Regions from separate parts of the Mus musculus genome. Here region 1 is linked to region 2. The links are chromatin contacts, called in public promoter capture Hi-C maps. All regions are on one chromosome and are shown on one strand. The core of a region is the stretch at or near the end of the contact, and the rest is flanking DNA. Distances in the headings are between cores, read along the strand shown. Region 1 holds the start of Depdc1a (DEP domain containing 1a). Region 2 holds the start of Lrriq3 (leucine-rich repeats and IQ motif containing 3).

Region 1 (7,074 bases), core at 89-2,588, 4.4 Mb after region 2:
TTTAGAAAATACATCATTGATTTATTTACTTCACAACTTATATAAATCATGAATGTGTGCTCAGTGTAAATTTAGGCAAATTAAGAGAAAAACTTCTAAAAGAGACAACTTTTTTTGCATAGAGTAAACCTTTACAGACCCATTCATCCAGATTGATGTTCTTCCAATTTTTCAATAAATCTTCTCTTCATGAAGCTAGTAAAGCAGCGAATAAATCAGACCATATACAAATACACATATTAGTAAATACACATACATATTAAAGATCGTGCAAAAGAATAAGAGAAGTAGACGGAGAAAGAAAATGTTGGTACTGCAAGTAAAATGTGGACAAGAAAACAGATGATGTGAAATTTATAAATAAATGTCAACTACTTTAAGAGAATGTTCCTTTTTCTATGAATTTCTACTATAAAGGTTAATTTCCAGACTTTTTGGTGACCTTTTCTCAACAACGACAACAAAAATTCATAATGTTTTCACTATTCTGTGCAAATGATTTCTATGTCATTGTTATTATATAAATCACTACCTTTTCTAGAAGGTGATAGAAGAGCAAGTCAAAGGAATTTTTACAGAGGTGTGAACACACAAATGTATGTATCTTGGTCCTATAAAACAGTACAACTAAAGACAACTGATTTTTAAACAGTAATAATTCATCTTAATTGAAAAAATCATATTAAATCATGGCAAATATAGACATTTGGTGTACACATGTCACATAAGCCAGCACTACCCTCTAACAGGTAGGGACTGAAAGATGATAGGGAAACCTGCAAGTAAAGTCTGTTTTGATATGTCAAATAGGTATCTAAGCTGCTTGTCCAGGGTTTGAAACTTGTGTGTGTGTGTGTGTGTGTGTGTGTGTGTGAGAGAGAGAGAGAGAGAGAGAGAGAGAGACAAAGAGACAGAGAGACAAAGAGACAGAGAGACAGAGACAGAGAGAGAGACAGAGAGAGAGACAGAGAGAGAGAGAGAGACAGAGAGAGACAGAGAGAGACAGAGACAAACAGAGACAGAGAGACAGACAGAGACAGAGCTTGAAAGAAAATAAACAAACACACACCGAGGTCTTTTAGGGGTAGTGTCCGGGTGAAACCCAGCCTGGCTTATATTAACATTGCTGAAGAGCCCCTAGAATCAAGAAGGGAGAGTCGTTTCTGCTGTCGTGCCATTCTTTAGCTATACAATCGCTTTGGTTCTGTGCTCCACAGCTCTCCTGCACCACCCAGACAAGCTGTGCTCGCGTCACAGCGCCTTCCCCTCCGTGTAGCATCATGTGACTCAATGGCGCCGCCAATCAGCTTCGCTCGGAGATATTCAAATCAGCAGCGCGGCAGTTGTTTCCGACACCAACTCCAGGCCACAGAGGTTCCTGCTACCGCGCACTTTCCGCAGCCTCTCAGCCCGGCAATGATAGCATGGAGCGTCAGGGTGCTCCTCTTGGACCTTACCGGGCCACCAAGCTGGTAAGAACGTGGAGGAGAGGGACCAGAGACCGAGGTTTTCCGAGGGATCCTGGGTGTAAAAAAGTTTCCTGAGGGGATTCAGAGCTACTAGATTCGTGAGCCAGGGATCTGGTATCCCGAGTGAGCCAAGGCGCCTAGATTTCGGAGAAAGGTGCTGAGGGAAAGGTGCTGAGATGCAGCTGCTCCTGTCCGGGTCTTTGATTTGCACTCCTCTCTGGTATTTCTCAGTTTCAGATCCAAAGTGCTCTACCCCAAAATTGTATCACTTTCTGACTCTGCGAGACAACTCCTCAGATGTCTTCTTTCCCCCTGATTCGCATAATAGTCTTAGCCACTTTTCACTTGTAATCTACAGCCTCTCAGAATTAGAAATTAAAGTTTCAAGTCTGGAAGCCCAGGCATGACAGCTTGGCTTATTGACCCTATAGAATTTGTGAGTAGCACTAGGAAAGAACTATTCAACCTAAACCCCGAGTACTTTAGTAATCACTTTTAATAGTCACTGGGGCTGCGCATTTGGATTACATTGAGATTCACCTAACCTCAGTTTCCACATTGGTACAATGGCACAATACATGCCCACTTTAAGAGATTTTCTAAAAATATTCTGTGTATGAGAATGTGTGATAGTCTATAGAATAACAAGCAAATTGTCTTCTCACAAATGCTGGCCCTACTTTACCTTGTGGGAACTAAGTTTCAAAGAAGGAACTCTCTGAAAGCCACATAAATGATGGATGGAAGAACTAGAAAATGTACCACTTTCTGTCAGGGTGATCTTGATATTCTAGTGCTCAACAAGTAGTGGTGGTTATGTTTATCAGTAGAAAGGATGGAATTTAGTTTTGAAATGTACCTTAATGAGGTAGTCCTGTCACATCTTATATGAATTTACCATCTTATATGAAAGTAACATAAGCAACCCCCCACACACAAAAATGTCAAGTACTAACAAAAATTTACATAAAATAAGGGTTTTGTTGATTACCACAAGATAGATATTAATACAAGGATACTGAGGTACAGGGAAGGAAAGAACAAAGATTTATAAACAAAAAGTAAGACTAAAGTTTAAGCAAATACAAAATGTTTCAGCCTGGGAACTTACAAATCCATCACATTTCAAAAATATTGTGACATCTGTGAGTGCAGAGTCACATGTTACTTTATTACTGTGGTGAAGCAGTTCAGTACAGTTTCTTGAAAGTAATGAGAGAGGTTTGGGGAAAAATAATTATATTTACTGTTTTTCAGCTGTAAAACCAATATTGTGATCTTACACGTGATACAGTAGTAATATAATTAATAGTCTCATATATAAGGTTAATAATCTGTTTCTAACATGATTTTTTTCTATTAAAAAGTTGTGTTAATTGTATTATGTTCTAGTGTTGATGTCACAAATCTAGAAAGTTGATGTATTTGAAGGTAACTCAGAAAATAAATGGTTTTCTTTACATAAATATTCATAAGTTCATTAAATGTGCAATGGATTTGTTTTACTAATCATTTTATCTCTACTATCTATGTTCCTTATAGATATTTGTTTGCTTGATTGATTGTTTTAAGGCAGGTCTTTCTATGTGGTTCTGGCTGTCCTGCTACTCACCATGCAGACCAGGTTGTACTTGAACTCACAGAGATCCACCAAGCTTTGCCACTAGGCCCAGCACTATAGGAATCTTCATAAGAGATACTGTACTAAATACCTAGCATTAAAAGCCCTTTGGCATTATAATTGCTGCATGCCAGAAATCTTATCTGGCTAGTACAGTAATTGAACACAGATTCTAGACAGAGAATCTGTCTTTTGCTGTTGTTTGTTCATTTTGTTTCAATTTTATTTTGTGATTTAAAAAAAAAAAAACCTATGGCACCAGTTCTACTTTTAATTTTGGAATAGGGGTTTCACTAGGTTGTGCAGGCTGGCTTTGAACTCACTTTGTAGCCTATCCAGGACTTGAACATAACAAAGTTCATGCTCAGCCTCTGGAATTATAGGCATATAATTATAGAATTATAGACCCACTTGAATGTTTAAATCATCAGTTCTTAACCTGTGGGTTGTGACCTCTTAGAGGATTGATTACATGTCAGATATCCTGTATATCAGATATTTACATTACAATTCATAACAGCAAAATTACAGTTATGAAGTAGCAATGAAATAATTTTATGATTGGGTATCTTCACAACCTGAGGAACTCTATTAAAGGGTCCCAGCATTAGGAGGGTTGAAAACCAATCATTTAGATATATGATCTTGGTCAAGTTAACAGTCTGTGCTTCTTTTTCCTTATATGAAAGTGAGATGATATTATCTTATAAAACTGTGAGATTTATACTTAAAAACTGAACATAAACTTATGTTTATGTAAAAGATACCAGCATATTAAAAAAATCTAATAGTAAATGCTCCATTGACTAAGAATATTATACTTCTTTTCATTCTGAACTCTCCTAAGTAATTGAATGCCCAATGAATATTTAGTAAAGAAAGCCTACTAAAATAAAATACTATCTTGACACTAGAATTAGTAATGAGAAATCTGTGAAGTAAGATTTTATGTAGCACAGATAAGATGATTTTCCTCAATAGTATTTACAGTATAATTAAGTACCTGTGGAATAAAGAATTTTCTTTCTCTAAAGATTTTCTTCATTCCATTTGGTTGTTTTGAGATAGGGCCTCATGTAGCCCAAACTAGCCTATAACTGGCTACATACCCATATCAATGAGGTTTCATTTTTGCTATATATAGTTTCTTTTTTTAAAGTATTTTTCTTCTCTTTGCAGTGGAATGAAGTAACCACATCTTTTCGAGTAGGAATGCCTTTAAGAAAACATAGACAACATTTAAAAAAATATAGCAATTGTTTCACTGCAGTTGAAGCTATAGATTGGCTTTATGATCTGTTAAGAAGTAATAGTAATTTTGGTCCTGAAGTTACAAGACAACAGACTATTCAACTATTGAGAAAATTTCTTAAGAATCATGTGATTGAAGATATCAAAGGTAGATGGGGATCGGAAAGCCTTGATGACAACAATCAACTATTCAGGTACTGAATTGATATATCATTACAAAGCCTAATTTCCTCTGCTTTCACCATTCTACCAAAGAGAAATAGTCTTCCTTGGTAAAAAGCACCCAAAATAGTTATCCAATACCAGTTGGTCATCCCTGAAATCATACACTTACAAGTAATTTATGTGGATTGAGCAGGTTGTGCTTCTATTTTTGAAATATGTATATAAAATATATACATGAATTTGAGAGAGCAAGGAGGGGTTATTGGGAAGGATTAAAGGGGAAAAGAGAAGGGGGAAATCATATAATCAAATTTTAATTTCAAAAATTTAAAAAAAAACACAAAGAAAGAAAAAACTTGAAATTACAATGTAGTTGTAACTCCATATTTTCTATAGCTTTACTGCAATAGCAGCTTCTTTCACACAAGTAATGTTTTTAGAATGGTATTGCTGGTCTTTTTTTTTCTTTTATTGAAAATAGATGATTTTTGTACAATATATTCTGATTATTCATTTCTCTACCTCAACTCCTAATCACTCCACACCTCTACTCCCACCCAGATCCACATCCTTCTTCTCTTAGGAAAAACAAAAAAGGAATATATATAAATATATAAGGAATAGTAATAAAGTATTGAAAATAAGAAATAAATCAGAATATAATAAAACAACCAAAGGAGGAAAAGACCCAAAGAAAAAGCACAAGAAATGATTATAGATGCAGAGACACACACACTGACACTCTTAAGAATCCCATAGAAGCACAAAATATGAAGTCATAATATGTGGCTTAGGTAAAGGACCTATAAGGTAAACAAAACAAAACACGTCTTAACATTATGAGACAGAGAACCTTCAAAGATGTCATCAAGTTCTACTGCTGGGTGCAGGGCAATACCCTTAAGAATGTTATGTTTCCCCAGAAAGAACTAATTTTTCCCTTGAAGAAAACTAATTTTTCATTTGCAAGAGGATATCAATTGCAGATAGCTTCTGGGTGAGGGATGGGTGTATATATCTACCTCTTTCAGCTGTAAGACCCCATATGATGTAGACCCTGAGCATTCTGCCATAGTCTTTATGAATTCATCTGTGTGCCAGTCCTCTTGTATCTAGAAGGTCTTTATTCTTTACTGTTCTCCATCTCATCTGGCTCATACACTCTTTCACCTTCTCTTCAGTTTTTTTCTGAGACCTGAGAGGAGGGATTTGATGGAGACATTCCATTTACATTTACAAGTGTTCCAAGATCTCTCACTCAGCATAATGTCTAGCTGTGTGGGTCTCCGTACATTATTCCTACCTGCTGCAGAGAAAAGCTTCTCTGATGATGGCTGAGCATGACACTGATTTATGAGTATAGCAGAATGTCATTAAGTGTCATTGCTATGTTTTGTTTTGTTTTAAAATAGTAATGTTTGGTTTTAGCCTAGTTTATCTAGTCCAGGTTCTTGGTCAGCCAAGCAGTATTGGGTATCAATTCCATCTCATTGGGTGGACTTAAGTCAAATCAGATATTGGTTGGTTACCTCTATCAGCTTTGTACCCCCATTTCATTAGTATATCTTGTAGGCAGGACGCTATTGTAGATCAAAGGGTTTATGGCTAGGTTAGTGTTTACATTTCTCTTTTCATAGTGTTCAGAGTAACTTCCTGTATTAAAGATGTTAGCAAATAGGGTTGAAGGCTTTATGTAGGCACCATGTTTTTTCATGTTTAATGAGTTGTGTTGGTGTTGTCTTCAGCAGCAGGGTTTTACCATAGGTTTGTGGAGAGCTACCAATAGTCTTGGCATTAACTTGGGTTGTTTGGGATTCTTATGGGTCCTCTTTGACCAACAACTCAATTAGATGTGACCCATTGCTGGTACTGGAAGCTTCATTGTTGATGAAAGATATCCAGTTGGGGCTTTGTCTCACTAGTTATTTGGTGATTTTTATTTAGATTTTTTTCATATATGTATATATTAAAGAAGTTTTTACTATATTACTATATTAGGTTTCCAAATGGCCCTTAGTTTTAGATGTTCTTCTCCAGATCACTTGCTTGCCCCACACCTCACTTCCCCCTTCTTTCCCACTTGATTGTCCTGTTCTAGCCCCCCCTCCCCCACCACCCACCCCACATACACTCATTCCTCCATCCATAGCTATCAGTTCTATTTCCCCTTTCTTGGGACATCTATTCTTCCACCCTAGCCCCTTATTCTCTAACTCTGTGGTCCTATGGATTGTAGCTTGATTATCAATGACTTAACAGCTAACAACCACATATAAGTGAATACATACCATATTTGTCTTTGGGTATGAGTTACTTCACTGAAGATGAATTTTTTTCAAGCTCCATGCATTTAACTATGAATTTTCTGATTCCCCCTTTTTTAACTGCTAAATAAATATATCATAGTTTCTTTATCCATTCATCCATTGGTGAACATTATGTTGTTTTCAATTTCTAGCTATTATGAATAGATTAGTAATGAATATGATTAATCAAAAGTTTCTGTAGTAGGATGGAGAGACCTTCGGGAGTATGCCAAGACAGGTATAGCTGGATCATTAGGTGGAT
Region 2 (6,535 bases), core at 848-3,347:
TCAATTATTATTTTTGTCCAGAGTCCTTTATAAGCACCCCCATGAAATGTGTACCAATTTTGGTCCCAGCAGGATCTGGAAAAACATGGTATTGAACTCCAAGAGGCAATTCCCTTTTCTTCAGCTTCTCGGACAACTGTTGCTTGTAAGCGAGCTCCTGCTTTTCATCAGCTGCTGTTATTGCAACCACATCCCAGAATTCTCCAGCTGCCACGGGTTTGCCTATTGGAAAAATAGCAAGGAACCTTCTTTTAATGCTATCAGTCATCTCACTTACAAGTTTGCCTATTTCAAAACAGGGGCTAACAAAGGATAATCATTACCATCTTCCATACTAAGAAGGGGATACAACCAGCCAATCAACCAACCAACCAACCAACAAACCAATCAACAAAACAAACAAGCAAACATTACCCTCTAAAAGCAAGTTTTGCGAACCAGGGCCCTTAATGTTGCTGGCTGAGAAATTTCAACTCAAGGATCCACTCCTTCCAGGTTTTTGTTTAGGAATGTGGTCTTTTGTTATTGTTGCTTATCATTTTTTTCTTTCCTTTTCTTTTGTGGTACTGGGAAATAACCACAGAGTCCTATGCTTGCCAGCTCTATCACTGAGCTATGTTCATAATCCTTCATTTATCTATTTAATTAATTTAGTATCTTACGTTTGACAGGGTTGAGACAGGCTAGTTCAAAGGTAGTAAGCTATTGCAAGTGATTGTTCACATTCAGTTACAGATTGAAGTTCTATTCTATACTTCCCCCCTTCTCACTAATGCACTTGACTAGAGATAGAGGAAGGCAAAGCCTACCTAACCCAGAACTCCTCTAATGTGCTTGAAATTGGTCCTGCGAGTTCACTTCAGGGTCTCTCTATCTTGGCAATGGGAGACCCAGAAGGCTGGACTTCTGCAGAATAAATACTCTTTGTGTTTACATACTGTTGGAATCTGGGGCATCATTCTTTGGTGACTCATTCTTCAGTGAATCATGGACTCTTCCACTACTTGACAGATTGGCTCTGAACTCATATTTATTTTCTATCTATCTACCACACGACCGATCGATCTACCTATTATCTATCTGTCTATCAATTATCATCGTCTATTTGTCTGTGCAATCCAGGTAGGTCTTGAACCTCGTTCCTACTGCCTTAGCGTCTCAAGTAGATGACAGTACAGACTTGCGACACCAGTCCTAGCTTCTAATATTTTTATTAACGATGATCAAACTACACTTTATATAAGCAATCAGAATACAACACAAACCCCAGGACTAAACTTCTCAATGAACTCATTAAATGACAAATTGCACTTTCAAGAATCAGTGGAACCCTCTAATCAGCAAAAATATTAATAAGGTTTTTAACAAGTTGAGAGAGAATGAGAGGGAGGGGAAAGATAAAGAGGGAGGGAGGGACTGAGATAAGAAGGAGGAATAGGTAGGAAAGGAGGGGGAAGGGGAGGGAGAAGGAGAGGAGAGAGACAGACATGTTAGCTTGGATTTAATAGTTCCAATCATTCTGGTATCCAAATATAAGACCGTACATTTTAGGCACTCATAAATATCAATTTTACCAGACAGCTGTACCCCAAACTTACATTATCAAATTTAAAGCCATGATTGCCTCCGTATTGGGGTTTACATTGGAATAAAGTGGAGTTAAGCAGCGGGGCTTGGGAAAAGAAAAGAAACAAGGTAACGACTACTGCAGACTCTAAGCAAAAGGTCTTCTACCACTGAGTTAAGCCAGTGTTACTTCCCGTTGGTAATTCTCTTACTGCTCCTTCCTGACATCTAAGTTTAGGCTCGCACAGAGAGGAGGAAAAGGGAAAAAGGGAAAAGTCTGGCTGGCCTGGCCAGGACGGAGCGGACAGGAAGGGGTATCGGACAGGAAGCTGCGCGGGGTCCTTGGGAAGGCGCTCTCCGTGCAGGGGGGCAGAGAACTCAGTTCCGCCTTGGTACCTCTCAGCTCAGAAAATCTGCGCAGTTTCCGCAGGGTGGCTTCGCGGAGAGACGCCATGGCCGACTTCCGGGAGCACACTTAGCACGCACGCGCACTCCAAACCCCGCCCCGCCCCGCCCCGCCCCGCCTCCTCCATGCTCTCCACGTCACCGCGGCCCTGGAAGCGCCCTGAGACTTGAAAAGCTAGGATGGCGTGAGCGTGCGCAAGCGGCGTTTCCTGGGCAACGATCTGTGGGGCAGATGGGCGGGCACCTAGCGGGGTCGGGTTGTGCGGAGCTCTGGGTTCCTGCCTTACCGTGTCTGACAACCCGCGGTGCGACCGAGAAGACCAACCCACCCACCATTAGTGGATCCACCACCCAGATGCTGAGGTGACCTGCCCGCACGGAGCTCCTATTCCTGTCAGAAGCCTCCCAGGGAGGCCAGGCCCCTGAACCAGAGAGAGGCTCGGCTCTGTGGGATGCTTTCTGGTGGGCCAGACTACTCTGCACCCTTCAGTTGTCCAACTTCCCAGGCCCAGTACTGAACTAGCGCCTTTAGCCAGCACTGCACACTCTGTTGTGTTCACTTGCTTCAAGGAGATTCAACCAAAGGTGCCAGATATTGGAAAGAACCAGTCTTACTTAATACACTTTCATAGAGTGGTTATATGTGTTTCTCTTGTAGAGTGCATAAGTTTATATCGAGTACTACAGGTTGATCTCTTTAATCTTTCACATAGTACATAGAGAGGAACGCTATTTGAGGAAGCCATTTCAGTCTGAAACCCAGAAATCTTACCACTACAATTTGACTTGAGAAGCTTCTCTTCTTTAAAATCTAACTCAGAATTCTGCATAGCAGCTCCCTATGAACTTTTAAGTTTCTGAGTAAGCTTAGTTTTTCACTTAAAGCCTTGACCTCAGCATTTAATTCTGTATTTAAAGTGGACACATTTGTGGGGAGGAGATAACTGTTTCACAATACACTCCGGCTGAAGGAAATTAAGAAAATACAGAAAGGCCCGATAGATAATAACAGCAATAGCAGTCAGAGCTTGTAATTTATAGTCTTGAGTGAACTGGAGTCATCCCAGGTTTTTGGTGACCTGCCTTATGTTTAAAGGGCACAGACACACTGAAGTATGTTGGTGGGTATGGCAAGAATATAAGCAGAGCTTTATTTGGAGTCTACTAAAGTAACACAAACAGGAAAGATTTGGTGGAAATTTAAAAGATAATAATGGGAGATGGAGAGAAATTGCTTAGATTATAGAAACACTTAACCAACAACACCTGTCCAATAAATAAGTGTGGATTGTGAGAGAAATTACTAAAAGATGCTGAAAGTGGATGACATGACATTTAAATGAGCTGAGGAAAGGTATGTATGGGGAAGCATAGTGAAGTCATAAGAGAAGACCTGTAATAATATTGGATATGTAGAATAAACTAGTGCAAATATAGTAGAAATTGTTGTGTGTCTGTGCATCATGTATGTGGTTCTGGAGATCAAGACAGGGCTGGCTAGACAATTTTGTGAGTTGTCAGAATGGAGAGGGAATTTATTTTCAACTACAGGAGGAGGTTGAGGTCCAAAGGGAATAATACAGGTCAAAAAGGCCTACATATTTGAGTACCTACCAAACATTCTTATAAGTGGAAAACAAATTAACCAAATTTAAATTTCTCATATAGTACTTCACACCCACCTTTCCATTCCATGCTGAAATGTGCTGTCTTGAGCTAGTGCAGGCCTTGGGTGCTGTTACAGCTGCTGTGAGTTCATGAGTGCAGCTGCCTGCTATGTCCAGAAAACAGTGTCCACCTCCTCCGGCACTTACCCTCTTTCTCCCTCCCTTTGACAGTGATCCCTACACTGTGTGTGTGTGTGTGTGTGTGTGTGTGTGTGTGTGTGTGTGTACCTTTCAGAAATTGAGCACTGCTTAGTTGTACTCTCTACACATTGACCAGTTATTAGTCTCTGTGTTAGTTGCCATATATTGCAAAAAGAAGAAAGAAAGAAAGAAAGAAAGAAAGAAACCTTTCTGATGAGGGTTGAGAGATGCACTAAACTATGGGTGTAGCTATAGATAATTGGGAGTTAGTTTAATATGCTATGTCTGTTCGGTAGATTAATAGTAGTAGTAGGTTCTCCAGTAGAACTTCATGACCTACCTGTCTGGCCACACATTTGTGATTCTAATAGCGGTGTTAGATATGGGCTCTATTTATGGAGGGTGACTTAAATTCTTAAATCAGAAAGTTGTTGGTTACCCCTCATGAAATTCTTCTCACTAGTATACCAGTAAGTGCATTTTACCAGGTCAGTCGTTAAAGCTTATATAAGTCCTGTTTCTACCTGAGGGGCTATGGACCATTCATAGCTGCTTGGAAAGGCTGAATCAATTTTCTTTAAGGCTGTGGCCTCTCTGGTAGGTCAACCATGCTTTAGTAGATGGCCCCACTCATGAGGATATTGGCAGCATACAATAGACCCAATGAACTTTAACAAAAGAAGAGAGATAAAACTCTTTGAATATGTATATTGTCTAAAAGTTAAAGTAAATGAGATGGAATAATCAGAATGATGAATAATTTCAGATAAGAGCTTCATGTACAGTGATGTGGCTGTATAAAACTACACATCTCTCTATATATATTATTTATACACGATGCAGTGAAGCATGTCACTTTTAATTAGAGGGATGGAATCTTGATGCTGTTAATAAGGATGGATGTTGATTGTATGAACCATGTTTGTAAAAATATGATTTTGTGTATTGGATTAAAAAGGGGAATTAAGAAAATAACCAGTAATGTGGCTGCCTTGGAGAAAGCATTGCAAAACATAGTTGGTGAAACACTGGTATCCAAAATAATACAAGGCACTCAAACTCAACAGTAAGCAAACAGCCAACCAAAAAATGATCAAAAAAGCTAAAAAAGGAAGTACCTCATTGGAGGACATACTCAGATGGCAAACCAAAACACAGCATCAGATATATGTAGGAATTTCAAATTCAAAAATTCAGGTACCCCTATATAGCTACCAGACTGGCCATGATTTAAAATACCAATACACCAAATACTAGTAAGAATGTAAAGGAATAATTTTTCAGCTTGTTGCTGATGGAAACACAAAATAGTGTTTTTAAAGACAAGCAGTCCATGACAAGATAAAGCATATATATGATCCAAAAGTAGGGTCCTTGATGTTTATCCATAGTGAGTGAAGACCACATAATATGCAATGACAAGTGTGGGCTTTGTTGTGAGATATTCACTTTGGTAGTAACCTGTAGATCTCTGCTGGGCTCTTCACTATAACAAATACATATTACTTCATAATACTAATTTAATAATGGAGAACTTTGAAATTGAATCATTATAAGAAGACTATACCTCTAAATTCTTCTGTTGACCTAAAACAACAGAAAACACCCTTTGCAGGAGAGATGTGATAAAGATATGCTAGTTATGGCTGAGTGTTCCAAAGTGTCTCACATGCTACATGTCTACCTTTAGGTCTCTGTATTAGTTATCATCTAATGCAAGAGGAAGCTTGTCTAATGAGGGTTGAATGAAGCACTCTTCTATGGGTATAGTAATACATCATTCTGAGTCATTTTATTGCTATATTTATTTAGCAGACTAGTAATATTAGGTTTTACTCTAGTACCCATGACCTATATAGTCTGAGGTTCTTGGCTTTCTTAACAGGGTCAGGTATGAGTTTCAAGTTGTGGAGAGGACCTTAAATCCGATTTACAGTAATTGGTTACTACTGTAACATTTGGGCCATTATCACACTTGTTCACTCCTTGCAGGAAGGCCACTATTGTAGCTCACAGGGTTTATACCTATATGTGATTTTGATAATGTTTCTCCTTTGGAAGCAAGCATAGTGCCTTCCAGCAGTGTGATAGCTTGAATGATAATGTCTCCCATAGGTGCATATATTTGAATGCTTGGTCTCAAGATAGAGGGACTGAGAAACTTTTTAGGAAGATTAGGAGATGTGTCCTAGAGAATGAATATCACCTGGGACAGGTTTTCGTACACCAGTATCTTTGTTTGGGTGATTGTTGTTGTTTTGTTTTTTTTTTTGTTTGTTTGTTTTGAGGGAAGATAAAGTTGGTGGAGTATGGGAAGTGTGTTGGCAGAGGGAAGAAATGATCAAATTATATTGTATGAAAATATTTAAAAATAAAGCAAACAATCATAGTAAAATGACACATTTATTGTATGAGTCGTACTCTGACATTCCTTGTGGAACAGCTACTGGCTCCAAATGAGCCATATTTTCTATTCTGAAACATGCCATACTTGCCTGCTTGTAAGTCCTTATCATTGAAAGTAAACAAAACTTTACCCTAAAATGGAAAAAAAAAAACAAAAAAACAACAACAACAAAAAAAACCCGAAGTCATTGGTAGGAAAACTCAAGGAGAGGATTCCATAGCCATGTGCTTAAAGGAAATGAGATACAGTGTGGGTGCAGCCTGCATTTCTGGGTCTACTGAATGGAATGTGGCTTTAAAGTTGGAAGGGTAACTTATTTGTAATTTGGGCTACTCTCTCTCAGAATAGC

The links. Promoter capture Hi-C pulls out the DNA fragments that hold promoters and counts their contacts.
Region 1: a contact with region 2 is called in a promoter capture Hi-C map of pre-B cells. The contact joins the promoter of Depdc1a here to the promoter of Lrriq3 in region 2. A contact is called at or near these places in 1 of 39 promoter capture datasets (pre-B cells) and 1 of 484 Hi-C or Micro-C datasets (CD8 T cells).

What each region holds. Positions count from the first base shown.
Region 1 is chr3:159,494,095-159,501,168 of GRCm38.p6, forward strand. It overlaps Depdc1a (DEP domain containing 1a), which reads left to right and starts at 1,339. Exons shown (of 12, transcript NM_001172092.1): 1 at 1,339-1,472; 2 at 4,270-4,535. The coding sequence starts at 1,425.
Region 2 is chr3:155,091,337-155,097,871 of GRCm38.p6, forward strand. Lrriq3 (leucine-rich repeats and IQ motif containing 3) reads left to right here and starts at 2,098. Exons shown (of 8, transcript NM_028938.2): 1 at 2,098-2,334. Fpgt (fucose-1-phosphate guanylyltransferase) reads right to left here and starts at 2,042. Exons shown (of 4, transcript NM_029330.2): 1 at 1,963-2,042; 2 at 55-222. The coding sequence starts at 2,020.